Linked DNA regions of Sus scrofa: region 2 is linked to region 1. A link is a contact called in public Hi-C data. All regions are on one chromosome and are shown on one strand. Each heading gives the region's core, a stretch centred on a gene start, on an enhancer-like site or on the middle of the called end of the contact. The rest is flanking DNA. Distances are from core to core; before and after follow the strand shown. Region 1 holds the start of PKM (poly [ADP-ribose] polymerase 6). Region 2 has its middle 15 kb from the start of SEC23A.

Region 1 (7,019 bases), core at 3,164-5,663:
GGGGGTGTTTTTGAGGTCACTGGGAAGAGTGATGAAACAAGAAATGGGTGTTGACTCAACTGGGTTTTTTTTTTTTTTTTTTAGTTATTATCATTTAAATAGTGAATGACAGAAAAGGAGTCTTAAGGAAGCTGTGAAGGAGCCATGTGAGATGCAGAAAGAAACTGGAAGAACACACCCCACAGGAGCCAACAGAGGAAAGGGATGCAGGGACAGCTGATCAACAATGCCAACTGACATCAACAGTCAAATCAGTTGAGCTCAAAATTTTCCAAGGGGGTTGGCAGCTCAGAAGACATCTGTAACTTTGGTGAAAGTATTTTCAGTAGAGATTTGGGGGAGAGGTCAGTTGACACTATATTTAAGGAAAACATGGGAGGTGAGGAAGTAGAAATGGAGAGTGTAAACTACTCCCTAGAAGCTTGGTTGAAAGCAAGAAAAAAAAAGTGTAATAGTAATGTGTGGGATGGATTTTTTTTTAGGTTGAGCTAGTTGATCAAGTTTATATGCTGAGATCAAAGAGTAGGCGAGAAGAAAAAGTTGAATATCCATGAAAGAGATATGTAAGTAAAGGAGAAAAGTTCCTGAAGAGACAGAAGGGAGAGAAAAACAGATCATGGTGAAAGGATTAAACGTGGATCTGAGACCTCTCTACCTCTGAGAAAAAAAGGTGGGAGAGATTCAGATGTTTGGAGTGGGCTGAAAATTAAGGCAGCTTCCTCTGTGTTGCCTTTACTTCAGCTGTGAAGCAGAATGGGGGACGGTGGCAGAGCTGATGTGTGGAAGGATTGCTGGGGACACTCAGGGCCTAGCTGAGGAGACTGAATTTGCAGTATCTGCATATTGGGTTCAAGGTTACGTTTTCTTAAGATTTATTCAAGGTAAAGGTGACTCATAGATTCCAAGTTCGGAGGGCCTCAGAAACTTTCAGGAACCAGAGAACAGTCTTATAATTTCTGGTCTTTGCCTCTCTATGCTCATTCTCTTTCCACACATAGTCTTTCTTCACTTTTCATTCCTCAGAGTAACTGGGAGTTGGGAGCACCACAGCTCCTAGGTTTATATATCTTCTGCTCAAGAAACCAGTCCACTCAGAATCATAATCTTTCAGCCCTATTCCAAGATTCCCAGGAGAGAACATTTGTTTAGCTCAGCTTGGATTAGGAATCCATTCACAGTTTGATGAACTACAGTCAGGGCACCAGGGGTCACATAAGAAGAATACAACCCTGGGCCTGCAGATCTGGAAATCAAGTGTAGAAAATATAATTCCCAAAGGATAGCGCTTGTGGGCTGGACTAACATAAGATGGTGTGCACTTGAAGCTCAATTTTGCAGGACTGGGTGATCTCCTTCATCCTGATTTAGGATAGGAAAATAGAGAAAGTAGATGGCAGGAATGATCCAGGGTTGTGATTTTAAGGGCAAGCATGTTAGCAAAAATGTGGTTAGAGTAACCGACTATAGGATCTAGACTAGATGGGAAAAGAGGCAAAGCCAGGAAAATCTTGATCAACTATGAGGCAGTTGTGACTCATGTGATTCATGATGAGTAAAAGAGCTGGTGGTGTGAAATGGGAGGGAGTGAGCAGGGGAAATTCTGGAAGGTTATGGTATACTGGATTCTGACATTTCACTCATGGGGACAGACCTCCCATGCTTACAACCAAGTGCTTCTATTCATACATTCCCCTGTATGTTTGGCTCCCCAAAGCTGCCACAGAGCCCTTGCCAGTGAGCTGTTTTAGGGAGCAGAGCCAACTCCTTCCCCAACTATTCTGAACTTCTACACTCTGGGCCTGTCTTCAAATCCTCTGATTTTATATCACTCATTTTTTAAAAAAATTTTTTTGCCTTTTGTGGCTGCACCTGCAGCATATGGAAGTTCCTGGGCTAGGGTCCAATGGAGCTGCAGCTCCTGGCCTACACCACAGCTGTAGCAATGACAGATTTGAGCCACGCCTGAGACCTATGCCTCAGCTCATGGCAATGCCAGATCCTTAACCCACTGACCAAGGCCAGGGATTGAACCGTGTCCTCATGGATATTAGTTGAGTTTGTTATTACTGAGCCCCAAGGAGAACTCCCTATTCCCTCACTTTTTTTCAGTTATTATACAAAATGTGTGTAACAAACTAATACTAAAGCAGTGTTGTGGCCCAGGCTGAGAGGCCAGGTGAGAAAAGTAGTGGCATCAAAGGGAGAAAGGAGTGAGAAGGCAGATGCTGAGGACATCCAAATGTAAAAAACATCATTGGGAAAATTCTGACTGAGGCCGGCTCAGGAGGGCTGCATATGTCATGTGTTTATATCACTCAGAGCCAAAGCTTCCTTGTGTATGCTGTGTTTAGCTAAAAAGAGGGAAGTAGATAGACAATAAGCCTTCCCCAATAGTGCTGATGGAAAAAACGAGCATGTAGTAACTCCAAAACACCTGATTCTGGTAAGGACGAAGGGAGGTCTGGCCATGTCTGAGGTCAATAACCACAATAACCAGTCAACAGCTTCCATTTATATGTGTTAGGCTGAACCATATAAATTTTTTGTTTTGTAAAATATGAAGAGTCAAATGCACATTCATACAATTCGACATACCTTCTCATTTCATCCTCACCACAAGAGCCCTATTAAACAGGTATTATTGTCCCCACTTCCCAGATGAGAAAATTAAGACTTGACGGAAACTCTAGAAAGTGAAAGTCTTGGTTCAAGGCTGAAAGAGTAAGTCCTGAAAGAAAGTTGTGAATCCAGATTTTCTGAATATAAGGCCAGAGTGCTTTCCAGCACACCACAGCTACCAGGGGCGCAAATGAATTAAACTTAAGAATTAAAAGACCCTGAGGTATTACAAACTAGAGATTCTTGGAGTCAAGAGGGTCTCAAGAGTACCTTCTCAATCTCTATCGCCGCCTGGGCTCCAAAGAGGCTTCCGGAGTGCTTTCCCTGCTCCTTCCTCCCAACCGCATGGGGCGCCCAACCATCTGGTTCAGCGGGCTCTCCCCGCCCTCTCAGGGCCCCTCTTGTTTCTCTACACATCCGCCGCCGACTCACAGCGCAGGCGCCCCCCCTGCTCCGTGCCTCCTCCCAAACGGCAACCACTGCGCAGGCACCTCAAGCCTGGCGTCGGGGGCGGGGGCGTGCCCAGGGGCAGGCCGCGTGGCAGTTGGTCCGAAGCGGACCACGTGGCCACGGTGCCCGCCGCGCGAGCGTGCGCAGAGTGGCTCAGCGCGGCCGTGACGGAACGACGAGGCGTGCGGGTGCGCGACCTCTCCCGCCCGGCCCCGGCCCCCGCCCCTTGGCCTGCCGCTCCGCCCCCGCGGGGCGTCCCGGGCCGCTCGTCCCCTCAGCGGCGGCCGCGCGCGGCCCGGGGTCGCCGTGAGTACTCGCGAGGCCAGCTTGTGGGGCGGCCGCCACGGGGACGGGGCGGGGCGGCCGAGCCGCGGGAAGGGTGCGGGGCCAGGGTGGAGGAAGTGAAGGGTTTGGACCCGGTGGCTCTGAGAGGCCTTCTGAGTTTAACAGGCTTCGCTTATGGCCGGGCGGCTGGCGACACAGATCGGGCTCAGAGCTTCTTCCCCGGGAGGCAGGTGTTGGGTGTCTTCGGGGTCTCCGGGGGAAACCGGAGAAGAGCTCTAAGTGCTTCCCCAAGGGAGGCCTCAGTGAGGGCCTGTTCTGGAAGCACGAGTGGCGGCCAATGTTGGGGGCTCACCCCGGCCTCTTCTTCCGCCGGGTACACGAGATAGCGCTGGGAAGCGGGCATCGCCGGGCGGTGGGTTCTCCCCCGCACTCTTTGTTCCATGGCCTAGGCTTTTTGAAAGGAGCACTTCGCTGCAGAGCGGAGTCACCTTCTTTCCCAGGACCGCCAAGCCGGGATCAAACGTTGAGATCGGAGGCTTCTTTGACTAGATGCAAAGTTGTCACGCGGAGAAGCGCTTTTGGACCTAGGCCAGGACATTTGTGATCCGGACTTGATGCTTATTTACTTTTGGCCTATTCTTATGCAAATTTTTTGTTAGCTGCTCTCTAGCGCTGACACCCTTCTCTGGGCATTCTTCATACAGTCAGTATTTGACTTGGCTTTTCTTGAAAGGGTTCCCTTGATTACCTCGTTTAGATAAATCAAATAGGTCTTTCTTACTAGTTCATTAACAGCTCCCTTAATTGGGTTGTAATCTCATCACTGGAAGAGTGGATGTCATTAGAATCTGACAAATGTGCTATAGTCCCCAGTTCCACTGTACGCTATTATACTTCTGACCCTAAGCAAGTTGCTTGACGTCCCTGCACCTGCATACTCTATCTGTAGTGTGAAAAGTTTAAAATAGGTTATATACAGCCTAGTTTGAAAAAGATGGTAGTCTCTAAATTGTTTCTTCACTGGACAGGAAAAATTCTCTCTGAACTACTTTTTTCTCCTTGTGGTAACAGCAGAAACCAAGCAGCAACAGCCCTTGGAGAGAGACTAAGCTTTCTTGACCTCTACAGTGGCACAGTGGCAAAGAGCTTGAGAAAGTTGGCACTTCTGGGCTACACCATTGTCATCCAGGACATTAATGCCTCCCTCTTTGTTCCTCTGAGACCGTCCAGATCAGCACCTGTTTATTTTCAAATCTCACAAACCCCACCCCAGATCTTCATAGTTTGGTTCTCAGCTGCTCTTGAAGGTGAATGGAGTCTTGCTTTTTAAAATCATTTTTGTATGGTTTTGTCTATGTGTAGATGTGTTTAGGTTCTTGTATTTATCTCCCCTTTGGCTTAGGTCACAGTTCATTCATTCATTCACTCATTCAATTAGCTATGTTATGAGGGACTGACAGTACAGACAGTGAAAATGCTCAAAGCCTCTGCCACCGTAGAGCTTACATTCTGATGGGAGGTAAATACAATAAACAAACATTTTGTCATAGAGTGGTAAGTGCTGTAGGAAAAAATAAAGCAAGGAAAGGGTTTGGAGAGTGCTAGTGTGTTGTGTATTGTGATTTTACTGTTTTATGTAGGATAGTCAAGGTGATCTTCAAGCAGAGATCTGAAAGAGTAAAGGAGCAAGCCCAGTGAATATGGGTGAAAAGCATTCCAAGAAGAGTGGCAAGCAGGCACAAAGACCCTGTGGTGGGAATATGCTTGATATGTTGGAAGAACAGCAAGTTAGAGAGTTTCAGTGATACTCTTCATTTCACATTTAGAGTTGATAGGAGACTCCTTAAAAAGTATGAAAGTAGCCTCTGGGTTTGTTTGTTTTTCTTTTTAGAATGAAAATTTCCAACTATATACAAAAGTAGAGAGTTTACAAACCCTTGTGTACTTATCACTCAGCTTCGTTTGTAATCAACATTTTATGATTTTCATCTGAACATTTCATCTGTTCCCCATTTTATTTGTGCTGGAATAGTATTTTAAAGCAAATCTTGGCGTTCCCATCGTGGTGCAGTGGAAACGAATCCGACTAGGAACCATGAGGTTGTGGGTTCTATCCCTGCCCTTGCTCAGTGGGTTAAGGATCTGGTGTTGCCGTGAGCTGTGGTGTAGTTCGAAGACATGGCTCGGATCTGGCGTGGCTGTGGCTGTGGTGTAGGCCAGTGGTTACAGCTCCAATTGGACCCCTAGCCTGGGAACCTCAATATGCTGCAGGTGTGGCCTTAAAAAGACAATAAAAAAGGAAATATTTAAATTAAGATTTGAATATTTAAAGATATCAAGCATTTCATCTCTAAGAACTTCAGCTGCAGTTTCCTTGTGCATTTTGTTTGTAATGGGTCAGGCAGCACTGTTGGCTGAAGGACTGCTATGTTGTTTGCCCTGGCATTGTGCTTTAGGTCCCCATTCTGGGTCAGTTACCAGGTTTAAATTGGTATCCGAGGAACAGACCACAAGCCCTTGGAACACACAAGGATTTAGAACAGTGGTCTCAGATTTTATCATTCATCAGAATAACTTGGAGGGCTTGTTAAAACATCCCATCTCTGAAGTTTCTAGTTCAGTAGGTTTCAGTATGAGGTCTGAGAATTTACTCTTTTTTTTTTTTTTTTTTGCCTTTTAGGAACACACCTGGAGCCCATGGAAGCTCCCTGGCTAGGGGTCGAATTGGAGCTCCAGCTTCTGGCCTATGCCACTGCCACAGCAACATGGGATCCCAGCCATGTCTGCAACCTACACTGCGGCTCATGGCAACACCAGATCCTTAATTTACTGAGCGTGGCCAGGAATTGAACCCACATCCTCATGGATACTAGTTGGGTTTGTTTCTGCTGAGCCACAAAAGGAACTCCATGAATTTACATTTTTAACAAGTTCCCAGGTGATATTGATTCTGCAGATCCACAGAACCAAGGATCTAGTAACCTAAGATTCAATAGAACCATGTTACAGACCAAGAACATCTCTCTTTAAGGTTGGGATGGATGAAACTGAGATAAATGTAGAGCCAAGAAGGCCAAGGACAGTGGTTTTTAGTTTTGTGAAAGGGCTAGGAGTTAGTGTTTTTCTGAGCATTTCTTTGGATCATTATTACATTAATTGGGGAGTGGGTTCCAAGATGAGTCCATGGCTTTATTTTGACTATGACAACTCAGACTATGAGTACCAGAGAATGGTCAGTGTTGTTGAGGACTTTTTAACTTGGCTCTGATTGTTATATGATGTCTTTGAGGGATGCTAGTGTTAAATAAGAGATTATGACTAAATCACCAGGGGTAAAGACTCCAAAAGAGTCTGCTTCTGATGGGCGTTGGTACTATGAAGAATATTCTAAAATGAACTGACTAGACTGAGTAGCATAAGCGTCTGGTTCTGCCACCATCACTTGTGGCGTCAGAGGTTTGATGCAGCATTGTGAACTAGAGCAAGGACGTGATTCAATCCCAGCCTTCCAGCTTAATTGGAACAGTAGTATCTTATGTTTGTATAGTGCTTTCATATTTCATTATCTTTAAAGAACTGTGCGTACATGCATTCAAGTATGTCTTCTTATGTGCAGGTGCCTACATGTGTATAATAAAAATATATGCTAACGTGTACCTGTGTAT
Region 2 (7,019 bases), core at 1,262-3,761, 120 kb after region 1:
AATAAGTGGAAAAACGTACCTTAAAAATAAAGGATAGCATAAGTAACATATTTAAAGCCCCCTCTGGGATTTGATAGTGTTCTTATAGTATAATGAGCAAATCTTCAGGGAGTGAAGGGTTACTGAAAACCTTTCTGGAGGCAGTAAATGGCAGATGTCCTTTTAGGGGAAAAAGTAGATGCAAATGTCTAATTTAGTATCAAGTAGTCACATTTTACCTACATCATAACTGATACTGATACTGTAGGGAGAGCCTTGGTCTTTCAATTTGTGGTGTGTGGGGGTAATCCCCTGGCAGGTAATAAAACTCACAGAAACATTCACACTTTGCTTCCTTTTCAACTTCTTTGGGTCAATCTGAGCTACCACAACATCTGGGCACTGAGCAGCTTCAATACTACAAAAAGTAATAAATGCAAGAAACATGATTACTATTGTTCATGTGTAGTAATGAGGTAGGAGGGAGATGGGCTCCTGGGCTGAGCACAGCTGGGACCTGTCAGGCTGAGTAAACTGGGCCTTGTTTCTCTTTGACACTTCAAGGAGAAAGGTTTTTTTTTCCAACTTTTTATTTTTATTTATTTATTTTTAAATGGGTTTTTTCCCCCCATCATAGCTGGTTTACAGTGTTCTGTCAAATTTCTACTGTACAGCAAGGTGACCCGTCACACACATATACACATTCTTTTTCTCACATTATCATGGTCCATCATAAGTGACTAGATACCCAGTGCTATACAGCAGGATCTCATTGTTTATCCATTCCAAAGGCAAGAGTTTGCATCTATTAACCCCAAATTCCCAGTCCATCCCACTCCCTCCCCCTCCCTCTTGGCAACCACAAGTTTGTTCTCCAAGTCCCTGATTTTCTTTTCTATGGAAAGTTTCATTTGTGCCATGTATTAGATTCCAGATATAAGTAACATAAGTTATTTGTCTTTTTCTGACTTAGCTTCAGTTCAAGGAGAAAGTTAACTGCAGGAGCTGAGCTCTGCTGGAGTAAAAAGATACAATAACCACTTCAATCACTCCTGGGGTCAAGGAGAGCTCCGCAATTACAATTAAGCAGTAAGACTCCTGGGGTCAGAAAGGGAGGGGGCGCCAGGCCATAATAAGTCCTGATACCAACCAGGCACCCTTTGCTCTGGAATCCTTCTTGCTAAAAGATGTGCACACATATCAGTGAGAGTCCTGTGTCTAGTAAGGTATGAGAAATAAAAAAGATGATTGGCTAAAGGGAAATAAAGACGCATGACCCGCATTAACTGTGCTATGTAAGTGATTTAAATCGCCCAGGTGACGCCCGCATGCGCACTTCTCTTTGGGGTGTGTATTACTTCTTTGCTTCTGACTTAAATAAATTACTTCTCTGTGTGCTCTTCCACATGTTGTACTGATTCTAACAATAAACTTTATACTTGTTTCCACAGTCTTTACCTCTTTAAAACATTCTTGCTTTCAACAGGGGGTAAGAATCAGGGCAATTCTGTTTTTAGCCTCTAGTTAGTCTAGTGGCTAGGATTCCTGGTTTTCAACCATGCCGCCCAGGTTCAATTCCCAAGCAGAAAATTAAGATCTCCAAGCCATCACTCACTGCTGCCTCTCTGAGATCAGTGAAACAAGTGATCCACTTCTATTTCATTATAAAACCAGAAAAACTTCAAAATTGCAACTGGGATACTAAAATGTATTTCTGAAATTATCTGTACTGAAAACAAATCTAATAGCATGTACCTTGTCACGAGTAATCAGGTCTAACAAAGTTAAGTTCGCAGAAACTCATTCACACACACACACATGTAATCAAGGGATCTTGACTCGGCCAGGGGAACTGGGAAGGAATAGAGGGTTGAGAGAGGAGGCACGGGGTGCTGTGCGCAGGGTCACAGAGGACGACCAGCCCACCTGCTCAGGGTCAAATCGTTCAATGGACCAGCCGCAGGTATTCGTAAGGAGTTCTTGGTAGGTACGTTGCTACTGAAACTTTCTATCAAGTCGCAGTGTTCCATTTGCAAGAGTCGGGGCATCAACTCCTCCACCGCAGACGGGTAGGATACCCAAGCCACTGCTTTCAATCCGGCCGGGCCCTCGCCGCTTAGCGCATGCGCCAAGTCTAGATCGCCGCGCAGCCGCACGTGTGGGCGGGTGACTTTGGCTGGGATAAGAGCAAGATGACGTGCTTAGGGGGCGAATCTGCGCATGAGCGAACCCGCTGATTGTTCCAAGTTTAAGGCTCCGGGGGAATAAAGAAGACTGCGAAGTTAGTTCCTGATAGAAGGGGTTCTGAAGTGTTTGTGGGTGTTCCCCTCTCTACTCTCCCAAGTAAAGACTGCGGGTTATTTTAGGCATCCCTAGTAGATAGTGAGGGAAATTTAATGAGCAAGTTACTGTAATTATCATTTGTTGAACTTTAAATTCTTAAACCCCTGGTAGACATCGCATCCACTTTCTTTTCCTACCTTCCTGTCTGTCTGTCTTTCTTGGACCTGCAGCATGTGGAAGTTCCCCGGCCAGGGATCCAACTGGCACCACAGCTGTGCCCTCAGCAGCTGGATTGACAATAGTGGGATCCTTAACCCCCTGCACCACAAGAGAACTCCTCACGTTCATTTCTTTAATTTTTACAACCTTTTGAAGTGGTATTATCCAGGTATTGTAGAGGAGGAAATTGATAGAAAGGGGTTATGTACTACAATTGTGACTTTCTTTTAAAGGGAAGAGCGAGTTCCAACCAGATAAGAGCCCAACTAGCATCCATGAGGACAAGGGTTCAATCCCTGGCCTGGCTCAGTGGGTTAAGGATCTGGTGTTGCCATGAGCTGTAGTGTAAGCCGGCAGCTGAAGCTCTGATTCGACTCCTAGCCTGGGAACTTCCTTATGTACACGTGGGGCCCTTAAAAAAAAAAAAACAACACAATAAAGGTTACTACTTTCGGGGGAAGAGGGAGAAGAAAAAAATAACTGTAGATAATTTTGTTTTTTTACCTATGATTGGTTTAAGAGCAGATCGTAGGATCTCATTTGTTAAGTTTGATTAAATGAACTCCTGGTAATAATTCTGGAGTTGATTAGAGTGGCAGAATGAAATGGTATTGGAATATAATACTGGTGGATCACACTGTGGAATAGAAGCAATTGCCCTTTGAACAAGAGCTAGCAATTTTAATGCCAAGTCTTGTCACAATTTAAAGAGGAAAAGAGGCATGAAATCAACACTTAGTGTTGTAAGTTTTAAATGGACATCAGCACCTTGACCTTGGATGTACTACTTAAACTCTTATCCTCACATTTATTTGTTTTTTGTTGTTGTTGTTGTTTTGGGGGGGTTAATTTTTAATTTCAAAAGCTTGGATAGCTTCAATATCCAGGTCATGGCAAAATCAGGACATGTGTAAAACATCTTACAATACAATAGATTCCCAAAAGGTACTAAAAAGTACAGTAAAATTAACACTTCCATTACAGGAAATGTGTGACAAATAATATAAAATTTAAAGGTGAAAAAAGGTGACACTGATTTTCTAAGATACACTTTACTCTTTACAACCAGGGTCCACAGGTCCAGGATTCACAGTGGCAGCAGGAAGCAAAGCCTCCAATCTGGTTCTGGGTAACCCAGTAATAAAAAATCAGCCCATAATGCTGCTCTGGCATCTTGAGACACCACACGCTGCCTAAACCAACTAGAGCTCTGGAAATATTAAACAGAGTGATTTCCAGGGCGGGGGGGGGCGTTAAATAAGTCAGGGACAGGACATGGAAAGTTTGCCAAGTTCAAATTGGCACATAATTGTGTTCACTCAATGTCCAAACAAAGCGTGTGCGGTCAGTCAGGTACTCCTGCCGAAGCCTCAGTATGGCTTGTAGTTATTCTGATGGCCACAACGTTGCTGGCTCTTCCTGTAATTTGTACTGAAATGGAGTTTTAACTAAAGAACACCCCCCCCCTTTGGCTAAGAAGGCAGCCGCAAGACTTTCCAGCTATGCTCGTCACTATACCACCCTTTTTTTTTTTTTTAAGCGTTGCTGATCAGTTTCACTTCTGTACACCTTTCTTGTAATAATGTAACAACTGTGTGCCCTATGTCCAAGCCAGCAGCCCTCTAATCATGTACCCAGCATTGCTTATCAGTTCCGCTTCTGTAACCTTGCTTGCTCAGTTTCTTAGGGAGGAACACTCTCTGCTTGGGGATGGGGGGAGGTCTGGGATGCTTACATGGGAAAATCAAGACCTTGTAGTGCATAAAAGTTACTGAGAACAAAGACCTGGTGCTCAGACTCTGGAGGTGACTCCTCTGAGCCCGCACTGGTGCTGAATAAACCCTGCTTTTCCATATCTCCGAGTGCTGTTTGTCTCCTTCCATTGCCACGGTTTTTGCGGTTTCTGCAACATTTTGGTGCATTGGCTGGGAAGCCGACAACCGAGCTGGCCTCTTGTGCCACTGTTGTCGGGGAACTGGGGGAGGCCACGGTTGCTGGCCCGGTGACAGGTGGATAAAACGCACACCGGCCATTTTGCCAGATCCAGACCCTCACTCGGGCCGTGCTGGCCTTGGCTCACACCACTTGCTGAAGGGACTCAGAAGGAGCGTGGAAACATGTTCCAGGACAGGACGTCAAACTGGTGAGTGCCCCAAGGACATCTGCCAGAGTCAGGACCCGTCATATGGTGGAAGGAGAGATTGATAACCTCTCAGTGACCAAAGAGGTCACTCAGGTCAGGGTTTGCTCCCTTGGGATCGGGAGGCTTGTCAATTCTGGTGTGCGTGTGTGAGTGACTGGAGAGAACAAGAGCCTGTACCCCACCGTCCTTGGACTACGGAGCCAGAGTGAGTCCTAACCTGCAGTTCCGTGGCGACCTCATACGGCTTATGGTGGCCCTCTTCGGGGGGATCCTGACGTTGGGGTTTATACAGTCCCACCTATGCTAAGAGGTGCCTGAAATATCTCCTCCAGGGGAGCGGTCAGGTGGACGACGTGATTGTTACTTGAGGCCTTGTCCTCGCTGTTTGTCTTGCATCACTGGCACAGGGTGGGACTTCACACAATGGGTAAATTGGCTTCCAAGCCCACTGTCTTAGAGTGTATGGTTAAGAATTTTAAGAAAAGATTTTCTAGAGATTATGGTGTTAAACTGAGTCCTGGAAAACTGTGTGCCCTCTGTACCCTAGAGTGGCCCTCCTTTGGTGTTGGCTGGCCTCCGGAAGGGACCTTAGATGTGTTCACAGTTGCAGCAGTATATAATGTTATAACAGGAGACCCTGGATACCCAGACCAATTTCCGTATATTGATCAATGGTTGGAAATTGCCTATTTGAGGCCCCCATGGGTTCGGTTCTGCACCACAGACCAGGGACAGTGTAGGGTGCTAGTAGCCCAGTCCAAGAAGAAAACCTTGTCTCAAAAAAAGGTGTCACCTATTTTTCAAGGGGAACCTGAGGACTCGCCCCCTATGCCACCACCTTATGTGCTGCCGGCCCCACCTCTGGGAGCCGAAGGTCCCCAGATGCCAGATAGCCCACCGCCTTCTGTTTCTCCTCCTTCTTCTGCTTCTGAAATTCTCAAGGCAATGTCACCTCCACAGCCAGATTCTCCAGAACCAATGAGCAGGTGCCTCCGGTCAGCTCAGGGAGCAGCCACTCCAGCATTGCGAATGCCCTTACGGGAGACATGGGGACCATGGCAAGTTGCCCGCGATGGGACCATACAAAAGAGGGGATGAGTTTTTTATTACCAGCCCTTTTCCACTGCTGATCTCCTCAACTGGAAATACCATAGTCCCTCATATTCTGAAAAGCCTCAGGCACTGATTGATCTCTTAGAATTCATTTTCCAGACACATTGTCCCACCTGGATAGACTGTTGGCAACTCCTTTTTACTCTGTTTGACACTGAAGAGCACTGGCAAATTGTAACAGAAGCCCAAAATGGCTTCAGGCCAATGTGGGGGGTCGAGCAGACTTGGCAAACTGGGTAAGGGAAGCCTTCCCAGAAGAAAACCCCCACTGGGACTATGACACTGAAGAAGGGAAACAACCTAGAGAGGTACCGGCAGGCCTTCCTACAGGGGGCAAAAGCTGGGGCTAAAAGGCCTACTAATATAGCTAACACCAGTGAGATACTACAAGAGCCAAATGAAAGCCCAGCCAAATTCTATGAGAGACTATGTGAGGCTTTCCGAATCTACACCCCTTTTGATCCAGAGGCCCCTGAGAACCAATGGATGATAAATGCTGCCTTTGTGGGACAAGCCCAATCAGACATCCGTAAAAAGCTACAGAAATTAGAAGGATTTGCAGGTAAGAATGCCACTAAACTGTTGGAAATAGCCAACAAGGTTTTTATTAACCGAGACCAGGTGGCCCGCTGTGATGCAGAAAAGAGAATGAAACAAAAAGTAACTCTTCTGGCAGCCACCCTGTCAAAACCTGTGCCCCCAGTGGGACCACCCCTAGGGGGCAAGGCCCAAGGCCAGGGAAAAGGAGTCCCCTGGAACATGACCAATGCGCTTACTGCAAAGAAAAGGGACATTGGAAAAATGAATGCCCCAACCGTCCTGAGAAAAAGACCAAGGCCCACCTAGCCAGTACCAATCTGAGCCATTCAGCACCAACCTGATCGGCCTAGCTGAGTCTGATTGGGGGGGACCAGGCTCTCTCCAACTGGGCCCCCAAAAGCCTATGGTCAGAATTCAAGTAGGGAGCCACCCCATAGACTTTATGGTTGACACAGGTGCCAAACTTTCTGTGGTTACACAACCTGTAGCTCCCTTCTCAGGGAAAGAAACCACCATCATTGGGGCCACAGGTAACCAAACCCACAGGCCCTTCTGTGGTCCTCGATGATGTTGATTAGGAGGCCATGAAGTAATACATGAATTTCTTTACCTGCCTGACTGCTCAGTCCTCCTGATGGGAAGAGACCTGCTGACTAAAATGGGGGCACAAATTTCCTTTTCTACTGATGGATCGGCCCAACTCAAATTGACAGAACACACCCCCCCAATCATGGCTCTTGCT

Evidence for each region. Hi-C and Micro-C count contacts between places; a contact is called where the count stands out from the background.
Region 2: a contact with region 1 is called in a Hi-C map of skeletal muscle, with 2.8 times the contacts expected there. The contact joins the enhancer-like site here to the promoter of PKM in region 1. A contact is called at or near these places in 3 of 47 Hi-C or Micro-C datasets (blood, liver and skeletal muscle) and 1 of 2 datasets of contacts at active chromatin or transcription factors (alveolar macrophages).

What each region holds. Positions count from the first base shown.
Region 1 is chr7:60,968,594-60,975,612 of Sscrofa11.1, forward strand. It overlaps PKM (poly [ADP-ribose] polymerase 6), which reads left to right and starts at 4,414. Exons shown (of 32, transcript XM_021099107.1): 1 at 4,414-4,661. It overlaps LOC102166620 (a long non-coding RNA gene), which reads right to left and starts at 3,128. Exons shown (of 5, transcript XR_001297909.2): 1 at 2,890-3,128.
Region 2 is chr7:61,095,095-61,102,113 of Sscrofa11.1, forward strand. It overlaps the pseudogene LOC100154692. Among named protein-coding and RNA genes, the nearest start is that of SEC23A, 15 kb to the right of the region's middle. Within about 2 kb of position 2,512, at least 66 of the 83 cell types and tissues checked have an H3K27ac peak or open chromatin away from gene starts, as enhancers often do. A contact at or near this core is called in alveolar macrophages, liver and skeletal muscle, where this site is marked.